2 separate regions of the Rattus norvegicus genome follow, and region 1 is linked to region 2. Evidence: chromatin contacts called from public HiChIP or PLAC-seq data. All regions are on one chromosome and are shown on one strand. The core of a region is the stretch at or near the end of the contact, and the rest is flanking DNA. Distances in the headings are between cores, read along the strand shown. Region 1 overlaps LOC102550954 (a long non-coding RNA gene). Region 2 has its middle 350 kb from the start of Trib2.

What was found. HiChIP or PLAC-seq counts read pairs in DNA pulled down with a chosen protein or histone mark.
Region 1: an H3K27ac HiChIP or PLAC-seq map of oligodendrocytes shows a contact between it and region 2, with 8 times the contacts expected there. The contact joins two enhancer-like sites. A contact is called at or near these places in 1 of 12 Hi-C or Micro-C datasets (Schwann cells) and 1 of 1 datasets of contacts at active chromatin or transcription factors (oligodendrocytes).

Annotation. Positions count from the first base shown.
Region 1 is chr6:45,014,858-45,020,791 of GRCr8, forward strand. LOC102550954 (a long non-coding RNA gene) reads right to left here. Exons shown (of 6, transcript XR_010052219.1): 1 at 2,428-5,934; 2 at 564-662. Among named protein-coding and RNA genes, the nearest start is that of Lpin1, 91 kb to the right of the region's middle. Within about 2 kb of position 2,059, at least 37 of the 93 cell types and tissues checked have an H3K27ac peak or open chromatin away from gene starts, as enhancers often do.
Region 2 is chr6:44,645,350-44,651,399 of GRCr8, forward strand. It overlaps the pseudogene Rpl11-ps2. Among named protein-coding and RNA genes, the nearest start is that of Trib2, 350 kb to the left of the region's middle. Within about 2 kb of position 4,537, at least 15 of the 93 cell types and tissues checked have an H3K27ac peak or open chromatin away from gene starts, as enhancers often do.

The DNA.
Region 1 (5,934 bases), core at 809-3,308, 370 kb after region 2:
CCAGGGAGATACCTGATCATAAGAGATGGGCTGGCCTGGTATGCCAAGCGTCTAAGGTTACTTCCTACTAGGGATTAAACAATGGAAGCTTCTAGTCTCATAATCCACATCAATGCCAAGGTGTTGGCAATCTGGCTTTTCCTGAGACCTCTCCTGCTGGCATTAGTTAGTTAGCTAATGTGTCCTCTCATGGGCTTTCCTGTAGGCACACAGACGCCTGCATTCAAATTTCTTCTTACAAGCACACTTTCCCAGTTAGATGAAGACCATGTTAAGGGCCTTTTCATCCTGTCACCTTTGTGAAAGCGACCTTCAGAGGTGTGGGGAGCTCAGAGTTTTGTGGAAGCACAGTTTATCCCTACCACCTGCCATCTGACCAAGGGTTTCAAGCACGGTCCTTGGTGCAGAACGTATGCTCAGAAGCAGTTGACACTGGGGTCTACGACTGACAGACCGAATCTCTTCCGTCTAATCAAGTCACTCCCTGCTGTCTCAGAGCCCGTTTCCCCACCTACAAAATAGAGACAACGTTACTTCAAGAAATGAATGAGTGGATTCCTCACCTCAGCCTATGCCACACTTTCTAGAATCTTCTCCTGGGTTGGAGGTCCCACTTCCTAAGTACCAGCGATCTTCACGTGCCTTGATGTAGCAAGGAAAATCTGTAAGACGCAAGCACAGTATTTCGTGGGCATGCGTCATGGTTTGAACAGGAAATATCCCTAGAGACTCTTGGTGACGTTATTTGGGGTATTGATGGGATCTTTAGGGACCGGCCTGAAGAAGTAGATCCCTGAGAGGGTAGCTTTTAGGGGCGTGTCCTGACCCTGTCCTTTCCTGTCTCCTCCTCTTGGCTCTAGTGGTAGCTCCCACCTGGCTGTTCCGACTCAGCACAAGCTCAGAAGCAATGGAGCCAACAGCCCTGAACCATTGAGAGCCTGAGCCACAGGGAGGCCCAGCCCACCCCACTCAATTTGCTTCTCTTGGGTATTTGTCAAAGGGACAAAACTCGAACTACCACAAATCTTATGATTCCAAATCCTCACCAAATGCCTCATCTGATCAACCTCCCATGACTCACTGACAAGCCACAGTCCCAGAGAAAGCCATTGGCTTTGGCATTGGAAGTTTGAAGGAGTTGATTCAGGGATGACGAAAATTCAGGCATTGTGACCCTTGACCAGGAACAGTTTCTTTTCAGGCTGCCCTTAAAACCAGCGCGTAGAGGAACAGAGTGACAGGCTGCGGTGGCCTTCATGCACACAAAACATTCATAGAGGTGCGACTGAGGCTTGTCGGTAACAGTAGGCAAGCTTACTTGCCTTGGAGCCTAAGTGTCCACATCCATAAGAACAGTGTGATTTAAAATGTGGCTGTTAGGATAACTAAAAAGACAAGTTAATTACAAATCAAGGCCCACCACGTGTGCAGTTATTTAGCTCTCTATAGTATAGTATGGTACAGTATAGTATAGTACAGTATAGTATAGTACAGTATAGTATAGTACAGTATAGTATAGTACAGTATAGTAGAGTACAGTATAGTAGAGTACAGTATAGTAGAGTACAGTATAGTAGAGTACAGTATAGTAGAGTACAGTATAGTAGAGTACAGTATAGTAGAGTACAGTACAGTATAGTACAGTACAGTATAGTACAGTATAGTATGGTACAGTATAGTATGGTACAGTATAGTATGGTACAGTATAGTATGGTATAGTATAGTATAGTACAGTATAGTATAGTACAGTATAGTATAGTACAGTATAGTATAGTCATGGCCGAGGAGCCATGTCAGCTGCGGTGGCTCCTCTGAGGTGACAGAAGCACAGGACAACAATTATTCACACCTTGACAGATCAGGAAGCAGAGAACAGGATCGGAAGTAGAACTCCGTGTATTTCTTATATGGCTTCAGTGAGGATATTCACTGGGAGTCTGTTCCTCCAACTGGAAGTTATACACAGATCTTACTAGGAGTCCTAGCATGGCAGCCATACAACACCAAAGACATGAAGCCAGCCCAGCCACATGTGGCATTCTTTCAACACAGTGTCACTCCCTACAGGACTGAAATAGGGGAGGCTGTGTGATGGCCTCTCACAGCAGCCCCAGGGAGCAAGCAGCATGGGTCTGGAGCCTCAAAGCACTGTTTAGAAGGACCCAACCGAGTTCAAGTGACTACCCACTGATAGTGGCCGTACCCGTGTGCCAGGCCAGGAGCTGCGTGCTAGGGCCTAAGACAACTGTTGGCTGGCACAGTCAGTGGCCAGCCCCAGAAAGCAGACCTTCCCAGCTACAAAGCTGTCAACAGGAGCTAGGAATACTTCCCACGGGAACAGAGCACCCTACACGGGCCCCAGGCACCGGTCCAGCAGAGCAGAGCACAGCGCGCAGCTGGAGGCCTGCTGAGCCAGTGCACACTTACCCAATTGTGCCAGGAACGAATGGAGAAACTGTATCTGCTCTGACGGGCTCAAAGCTGCCGTCTGCCCTGCTCTCCAGGTGCTGCCTTAGGAAGCCTTTTCAAGGACTGTTCAGGACAAGAACAGCTCTTCAGGGACATCAGGGCCTTCCCACGGGTCTCCTGTCAGCTTTTGCTGGAGGTTGGGGGTGGGGGAATAATGTGGAACACAATCCAAGTAATGCCATACTCTGTGAAGCCTGGAAGCGGCTTCCAGGGTGACTGTGTGTTTTGTTTCCTCTGGGTAAGCCCCGCCCCCCTTGCCTATTGGCCATCCCACAAGTCAAGGCAATAGGCATAAGCTGTCCCTTTCAAAGGAGGCTTTGCATTCATTTTAACCAGGCCTCGAACTTTGGGAACTCTCTCACTTCCCCAGGCATGCTAAGACACAGCTACTGTGTGCTCTGGTGCCTACTCAGAACTAGCATTTCCCATGAGTTCCAGAGCGAGGGTCACTCATGTCACTAGGAGAGCATTGATCCAGTCCATCTATTGGCACCGTGCAGAAATCAGGTAAGGACTCCTGAGGTGAGGGTTCCTGGTACTCAAGGAGGTCTGAACCCAATCTATCCCAGTTCAACTTAATGTCACTGTGACCTCTCCCCTCCCTGAATTGTCTCTGTGCATTCCCACCAAGAGACAAGAACAGAATGAGCTGGAAGATGGCAAGGATTGCAAGGGAGTTGCCCTGGTGGGTCTCGAATGTTTAATTAGAGCAACTAGAGTGTGCAGTGGTAAGGACCAGGCTTTGGTCATTCTGATGAAAGAGGAACAGTGGGGGACCAAGGCAAACTGGAGACTCTGCAGAAAATGGGAAACAGCAGAATGAGCACCTGATCGTGGAGAACCTGGCTTTGCACACTTGGAAGGGGTGCAGACAAAGCTGCTGTGCTTTCAGTCAGGACAAACATCCGGGGTGCATTAGAAACAAGAGTCCTCTCAAATACCTGGCTCGCAGCAGATGCTTCATGTACCCAGATTCAAGGCACAAAAAATGTTTGCCACCCGTACCTCCTGCAGGCTAGAAACCACACAGCGCTCTTAGCAGAGCCTGTCCAGTTGGGATGCTCTTCCAGACCAAGGCATCTTCTCAGCAATGCAGCAATGTGAATGTCTGTCCCCAGAGACCCAGCACCTTCAGGCTGTCCCCCATCCACCACAGGGCACCAGGATAGAGCAAGAAGCAGCCCACTATGATATTCTTCCCATGTTCGGTTTGTCTACAGGTCGTAGATTGTGAAAGGTTCATCTCCCTTGGACACAGGGGAATCCATTCCCCTTACCTGGAGGGCAGTTTGAAGAAGGCAGTTTGAAGTTTTAATTACAAAAGAAAGTAACCATTAGGTTTTCAGTAACTACACACTTCACCCTGGCCCAAGACTGGCACTTCTCCCTCTGTACTTCTGCAAGAATGGGTGCTGCTTGGGCAAGCGTCTCATATGTCAAGGTTACTTCATGCTAGTATTACTACAGACAGATGAGAACACCCAGCAATGCTACCCACGGCCCTGCATGAAGCAAACGGTAACAGAACCATTACTCTTCCAGGGTACAGCATTCATACCATTCCATGCCAGTGACAACTGTGAGCCCCAACCCCCTGAAGTCAACCACCCATCCCAGTAGATAAGAACACACGTCTGTACCCAGAATGTAGGAGCCTGCAGGAGTCCTGGAGAATCCATCTTGTGTAGAGTTTAAACCTATATGATAAACAAGCCAACCATCATTCTAGCATGTGAGGGGAAGGAGTCTGCAAGCGCCCATCCCTATTTGGGGAGCCATAGACAGTTGATGACTTCTGGATGAGGGAGAATCAGGTTCCTTAAGGGTACAGCCCCTGGTTGGTCAACCATGCTTCAGGGATGCCTGCACACCTAGGAGTATATGGCAACACAAACGGGACTCATGGGTTATTAATAAAATAAATCAATAAAACATGAAGTCGGGGCAATAGGAAGATAGGGTGTATCTGGAAGAAATGAGAGAGTAAATATTTTATACACACACACACACATATGTTGTTGTAAAATATAAAAAATAAAAAAGTCGGGTTTTCTTTTATCCCCACTAGGTCCCAGCACCAAAGTACCCCAAGATATCTGCTGGATATCTTGCCAGAAGCACACATTCCAACTCCATGGTGGCCCAGACCAGCCGCCCCACACTCCATTACACTTAAATCTACACATGAACGAACACACAACACAATAACCTTTGGCCCAATTGATAAGATATAATTGCCCACCTAAACATACAAAGCCCAGTACACATCCATCCCTTAAAAACATTAATAACAACCTGTAGATACACAGAGCGGAATCTAACATCACCTGCCATGGCTTCTCGCCCTCTCCCTCCTGTCTCTTCTCCTTTCCGTTCCAGTCTCCTCCTCTTCCTTCAAACTTTTCTCCTGCCCATCCTTCCTTCTCGTCCAATGACAGGACTCCTTCTATCTTGTACCTGCCTCCTCACCTGTGAATATATATATGTATGTATAATTTCTTAAAGGATTAATAAAATAAAAAAGGTAAGATAAGGAGCTGACTCTCAAAGGACTTGGAGCTAAAAAGGTTAACTCAGACTCTATCTGCCTCGGAAGAAAATCTTTTAATAGCAGAGAGCCTACAAACATGAGTATAGCCCTTGGTATACCACCCAGGTACACTTCCAGTTCCTCCAATGCACAGATGAGAGATGCTTAAGTTACTCCTGTGCCAATATAACCTTTGTGAAGGATCACGTGTATGTATAACGTGAGTTTGTATTTAAGTGTGGTCTAATCATTCAGTTTAATAGCAAACGTGTGACTTTTGTCTTTCCATAACTTGGATTTTATCCATGCTTGGTAATGCCACCAAATAGTATTAGCAAATATTGTATTCAAGTGTGTCCAAGCTCGTTTAGCCAGCACCACAACCTACAGACATCATTTCTCTTCTAGAAGGAACTAAGAAGAACACAGCCTGCCCAAGGGCCAGACCCTTGGTCCCCAAGTCACTGCCGTCAGACACTGTCTGACCTCTGCAAGGATGCCCTCCAGGATTCTCAGTACAGTGTGTCACAGAAAACCACAACTAATGCTTCCCTTGTCAGTTCCCTCCCAACAGTCATGCCTAGAGCCTGTGAGGCGTTCACCGTGTGTTCTCTAGCTATGCATGCGCTCAGCACGTGTCTGGTACAGCAAACCTTCAACACACGTCAAATAAACAAACGCATGAAGAAAGATTTGCTGGGAACAAATCCAGCGTTAAGGAAAATAAAGAGGAAAGAGTTTTACTATTGAGCGTGTGTGTGTGTGTGTGTGTGTCTGTGTGTGAATGCATGTCTATGTACATATATATTCAGCCTAAGGGAAAATATACATATATTTATATATATATATATATGTAATCATTTTTAATCTCCAAGACAAACCAAGGAAGAGACACCTGCTCCAATTCACAGATGAAACAAAAATTATTCCGGATA
Region 2 (6,050 bases), core at 3,287-5,786:
ATCCATAAGTCTATATGCTATCATGACAGAGAAGCCAAAGCAGCCCAAGTATGAGGCAACTGCTCACATTACAATTACATTACTGTGGAGTCAGAGAGATAGATATAGGCAATGAATCTCAGTTGGTCCTTTCTGTTCCATTTTCCTTTGTCCAGGACACCAACCCATAGTGTGCTGTCCAGGAAGAAAGCATTCCAAAGAGAAACAACCGTGCTCCATCTTGTTTAGTTATGGACTATTAAAACAGCCCACTCCCAAGAATTAAAAGTTCTCTGGACATCTTATTCTGAGAGAGGAGAAAGGCTGGAGTCCTGGTTTCAAACAGAGGAGGGACATACCTCCCAGGAAGAGATGTTATACATTTCTGACAACTTATTAAACCTTTCAGGAGAGACTGGAGCAGAGATAGTGATGGGTCAGTAGCAGGCAGGACCACACTTAGACCAGGACTACTTATGCATTCACCCAGCCCTCTAAACATTTGAAACCCGAAATTTCTGTCAGTATCTCAAAAAAGGTTCTGGAGATCACTGGGTCTCTTCGTTTGTTCCTCTTCCTAAGGTGGCCACACTGATTAAATATTCTTCCTCCTTTTGCTAATATTTGTCTCTTTACTTGGGTTACAGGCAAAAAGCAGCTGAGCCTTACTTGTTAGAGCTGTCAATGCCCTGGCTTTTATCCTAAATAATCCAGTAACAATGAATGGTGCCTCCTGCGTCTGAGTGGGTTTTTCCCTTGGTTAAATCCTCTGGAAACATCTTTACAGATATATCCAGAGGTATTTGTCCTGGGAGAGTCTGCATTTGGTCAGGTTGAGGGTTGGGTCCTACCTACAGAGAGGTGCAGAAGTAAATCTACTTCTTTCCTAGACAACTGACGTAGTGTAGCACATGAATCCCTAACTCAAGTTCCTGGGACAAGCCTCACCCTACTCACCGTCTTACAGGCCTACAAAGCATCTCTACTGTAATCTTTTATATTTATTTATTTACTCTATGTTGGGGGTGGAGGGAGAGACAGAGGGACAGAGAGAATACATGTGTGCATGTGACAGAGAACAACTTGTGTAGTTTGTCCTCTCTTTCTACCATGTGGGTTCCAAGGACTGAACTCAGATCATCAAGACTGGTGACAGATACCCTTACTAGCTAGCTCAGCCACATAACCTATCTGCCCCCTATTCCAATCATTTTCTTTCTTTGATGAAGTCTTGCTATGGAACCCTTGGTTGGTCTGGGAATCAATATGGAGACCACACTGTCCTCAGACTCACAGATATCTGCCTATTTCGGCCTGCTGCATGTTAACAGCTATGGCTTAACTGTATTCAATGGGAAATTTCATAAATAAAATTTGAATTTTGAGCAGCATGTGCTGTTGGTGTGTCATGATGAAAGCTTATATTACCTCACTTCATCTTACCCTGGAAGTGAAACATGACTATTTCTAGCCAACTCAGGGGTGCAGTAGATACTACTTACCCATTAGTCATCTGGTACATATCTTGGCTATCATGCCAACATTACATTCTCACAATACTTGTATTTAGGTATTATCTATGGTAATCAAATAGCACCTAACAGCACCACATACAACAAGCAATGAAATGGAATTGGGTGATTGCAGTAGAGTGGGGTGGAGTGAGGTGGAGTAGGGTACAGTAGAATGGGGTGAAGTGAAATGGAGCGCAGGAGTGGAGTGCAGTGTCATGGACTGAAATAGCATGAACGCCATGAAGTGGAGAGCAGTGAGATGAAATGGCATAGAACAGAGTGTCATAGAATGACTGGAACGGAGTGGAATGCCATGCTGTGGGGTGTAATGGAAAGATATGGAGTAGAGTGAAATGGTATGTAAGAGAGTTGGGTGGAGTGGAATGGCATAGAGTGGAGAGGAGTGGGATGGATTTTTTTCTGGAATGGCATGGCAGATTAGCTACAGGAGTATATGATACCACTGCAAGACCTGTAAGACAAACATAGCCCACATAGAGTGTGAACAACCTATGTTCCCAGGTGCCCACTAAGGCTCTTGAGATGTTTTCTCTATGTATAGGGAGAGACTATTGAAGTTTAACATCCTACCTAGGATATATCAGTGTCCTCATATCTCAACTGTCACCACTGCCCTAAGAAGCTTCACTGGGTTCCCCCCACATCTTAGTCAGCTCATGTGTGTGGTTTTCTCATCACTCCCATAAGACTGTCATTAACTTCCTCACATTCTCTGCATATTTTACCTACCTCAATTGCCTTATGGACTCTGAGATCCTCCAGTGCTAGGACAGTATCTTATTCATCCTTGTGTATTCATAGCTCCTCAAGTTAGGCTCAGTCCCTTGTAAGCCCTATATAGTAAACCTTGCTTAAATGAATGGAATTCGGTTTGCTTTATGTAAAATTGACAGGCAGGAAGGATTAAAACACATAAATTCCTTTAAACCACATATGTGGAATTTACACAGGGGAGAGGAATCTATTTTTGTGACTGGCGACAGCTCGTTTCCAAAAGGTCATTCCAAAGTAGCATGGCCCAGCTTTTCCAGCATTGTCCTTTCTAGAAGAAATTTCTGCAGACAGATCCATGGCTCAGTCAGCCACCAACTCATACACTTATTAGAGGCCATCTAGACTATTTAGAAGCAAAGTACTATTTGGGACAATGTTCTCAAACAAATGTCTCTTCCTTTCAGAAATCCATAAATTTGTTAGTCTTCCTTTATCTCCTATTCTTCATAACTAGTTCATTTATACACAAATTCATGTGGCATATTTGGACACTAAAGGAAAGGAGGGGCACACTCCCTTTGTTAATCAGGCAGCTGCATGGACAGTCACTCACAAGAAAATCCACGTTATCCAAATTCTTTGTGTAGCAGATTTTAACTTTGAATATTGTACCTGGACAAAGCAAGGTTAGACCTATGTGTTCATCTCTGCTTATTTCATTCAATCCAAGACAGACTACAACTCTCACTTATATGAAGACTTCCTTTAGAAGAAAGGATAGAGGTACCTTTGATATAGATGTTAGAAAAAAATGAAACAAAGCATCCAGGACAGGCAAGAACAGGGTCCTGAGAGTAGTTAGTATCTACTATAAACTTTGTACCATCACTGTGGGAAAATATGCAGGTGGCTCACTTCAGATTCCATAAGAACTTCCTTTCTTCTTCTCCATTTGATGCTCTAAAACAAATAGCCAACAACTAGCTAACTGTATAAATTATAGATGTGTATTTTTGTCACCAAGGGAAAAGTCATGTAAGAACACAATGAGAAGGCAGCTATCTACAAAACCAGAATGAGTCCTTGTCAAGAATCAAAGCTGTCATTATGTCCATCCTGGATTCATTGCTTCCAGACCTATGTTGTTTAAGACACATAGATAGTATAATTCTATTATGCCTCTCTATTCCCAGGGAACCTGAGTTTACTAAGGCAGTGTGTGAGCTTAGCCTTTAATATGGACTAAAGATTGGAAAATTTAAAAGTGCATTGCAATTTGGTAGAGTGTGTGTTCCATGTCGTATTCTAAGTCATGGAATGTAACAGGAAAGATGATGCAGATGGTCTTCCATCTTGTATACTGGCTGAAACCATTTTAAGATTGACTAGAATGTCATATTCTTGATGAGAAGCCCCATAGAATAGAAACCAAGGTCAGGATGCCCCAGCTAGCTTATCATAGCTTATGCTAAACTGACTGCTATATAAACCTTCTCCTTCAGCTAACTGCTTATCTTAGCCTCTGTTAAACTGCTTGCTTGCACAACTTCCCTATCCCCCTCCATTCTCCAACTCACCCTACTCCCTTCCCCTGCTACTGCCAAATGAGACACAAGAATGTGGGGGTTTGTTTGTTTGCTTAGTTTGTTGGTTGGTTGGTTTGCTTTGTTTTGATTTGATTTGATTTGATTTAGAAAATCCCATGCTCTGAATACTTGTTGCTACACTTGGGCTTCCAAATACCTAAGTATAGCTCCACTAATTAAAATAAAGACTTAGAATTGGTTATAAACTGTGTCTGAGTGGTTATCTCTGGTGGGTTCCCCGTAACAAGACTTTGGTTGAAAGTAAGTGCGGCTCTCTTCCTATTTTCCATAATGGCACAAGATCAGGGTAGGAAGGAAAACACCATGAGGGAACTTCACATCTACAAGCCCTGTCTCAATATCTGTGTCAGAGAAAGGAGGAACTGACTGATCTTGGCAGCCAAGGTGTTAGAGCAGTTCAATGGCCAGATACGTATATTTTCCAAAGAGAAATACATCACCAAGTCCTTTGGCATCAAAAGAAATGAAAGGATCACTATTCACTATACAGCCCATGAATCAAAGGCAGAAAAAATCCTGGAGAAAGTCCTAAAGATACAAGAGTATGAGTTACAGAAAAATAACTCCTTGGATTCTGGAAATATTGGATGTGGGATTCAAGAACACATTGATCTGGACACCTGAGTATTGGGACCCACAGGCTGGACTTCAACATGGTGCTAGGTAGGCCCAGTTTCACTATCTCAGGTAAGAAGCGTAGGACAGGCTGCATTGTAGCCAAGCACAGAATCAGTAAAGATGAGACTATGCGCTGGTTCCAGTAGACATATAATAGGATTCATCCTTCCTGGCAAATAAATGTTGTCCAAAAGGCTAATAAATTTTTCTCAGAAATGCAAACAAATGATAAGTGAGGCAAGAAGCAACAGAAAGGGAGAGGTGAACACAGAGGTATCTGGGCAAAGTTACCATATCTGTGAGGAGATATGGGAGGTGGCAACCGGTGCAAGAGAAACCCCCAAGCTACTCAATGAATAAGAAAAAAACACTGGAGACTAAGGAGCTAGGAAAGGGGACCTGGGAATAATAGAATCCCTGTTTCCACTCTGCCTGGAGCTTGTGTCCAAAGACCATGTCATGGGTGGTTGTCTCTTTACCCAGGCTGGAATGAGAGTAGGGGGTGAGGTTCCCTTGTGGGAATGAATTTTAAGCTTTGCCTCAACTGACACCAGAGGAATGGCAGCTGATCCCTCTGCTGGACTCAATAGCTTCTTGTTTTGCTTCTATAGAACCGAGTGTAAGATTTAAACTAGATGCCTTATGTAAGAGAAAGGGCCCTCAAGACTATATAATGCAAATGGGCATTCCATACATAGCCACTTCCTCCCGCCAGGAAGCCAAGAGAAGCTGTGTTCCTGAAGTATAGAAAGAGCTAAACAAAGAAGCCAGCATCCTTCTCTGTGAGATTCCAATTTGAATCGGGCTGCCACAAATGTAAAACGACTTCATTTTCCTTTGCCAGATCCCCTGGGGATTGCAGACTTGTTTATGCCTCTGTGAAATGAAACTCAGCCCAGCCCAAGAGCAGGAAAACACTTCTATAGGCAGGAGGCTGCTGAAGCCAGAACATGGCAGGGTCCATTCACCCTCCTGTTGGGCAGCTCATCCTCTCAGAACAAGGGAACCTCAGTCCCGAGTGACCAGGCTTGGCAGCAGGGAAGAACTGACTCAGATGCAGTATTCAGATCTAAAACTTGATGCTGTCAACCCACAGAGATCATCTTCCTCTTCTGGGAACTTATGATGGGGTTTATAAACAACGGGGTGGAAGATTCTCTCTCTCTCTTTCTCTCTCTCTCTCTCTCTCTCTCTCTCTCTCTCTCTCTTCTACACACCACACACACACACACACACACACACACACACACACACACACACACACACCAAGCAGACAAATCTTAGGAATACCAAGTGGTCTTACATCTTGGCTCACTGGCTGTGCTAGCCATTTTCCTCATTGCTATTGCTATGATCACAAACCTGCCAAAAGCAATGTTTATTTGGGTTTATGTTTGAGAGTACAGTGCACTGTGTGTGTTGAGGGTGGTGGGAGCACAGAGATACAGCAATGGGAGCTTCAGCATGAGTTGTTCCACAGAGCAGCCACAGTCAGGAAGCAAGAAGAGGTGAACACTGGTGTTCATTTTACCTTTGTCCTTTTTATGCAGCCTGGGAACCCAGCCCATGGTATGCTAATGTACAGATAAGCTGCTGT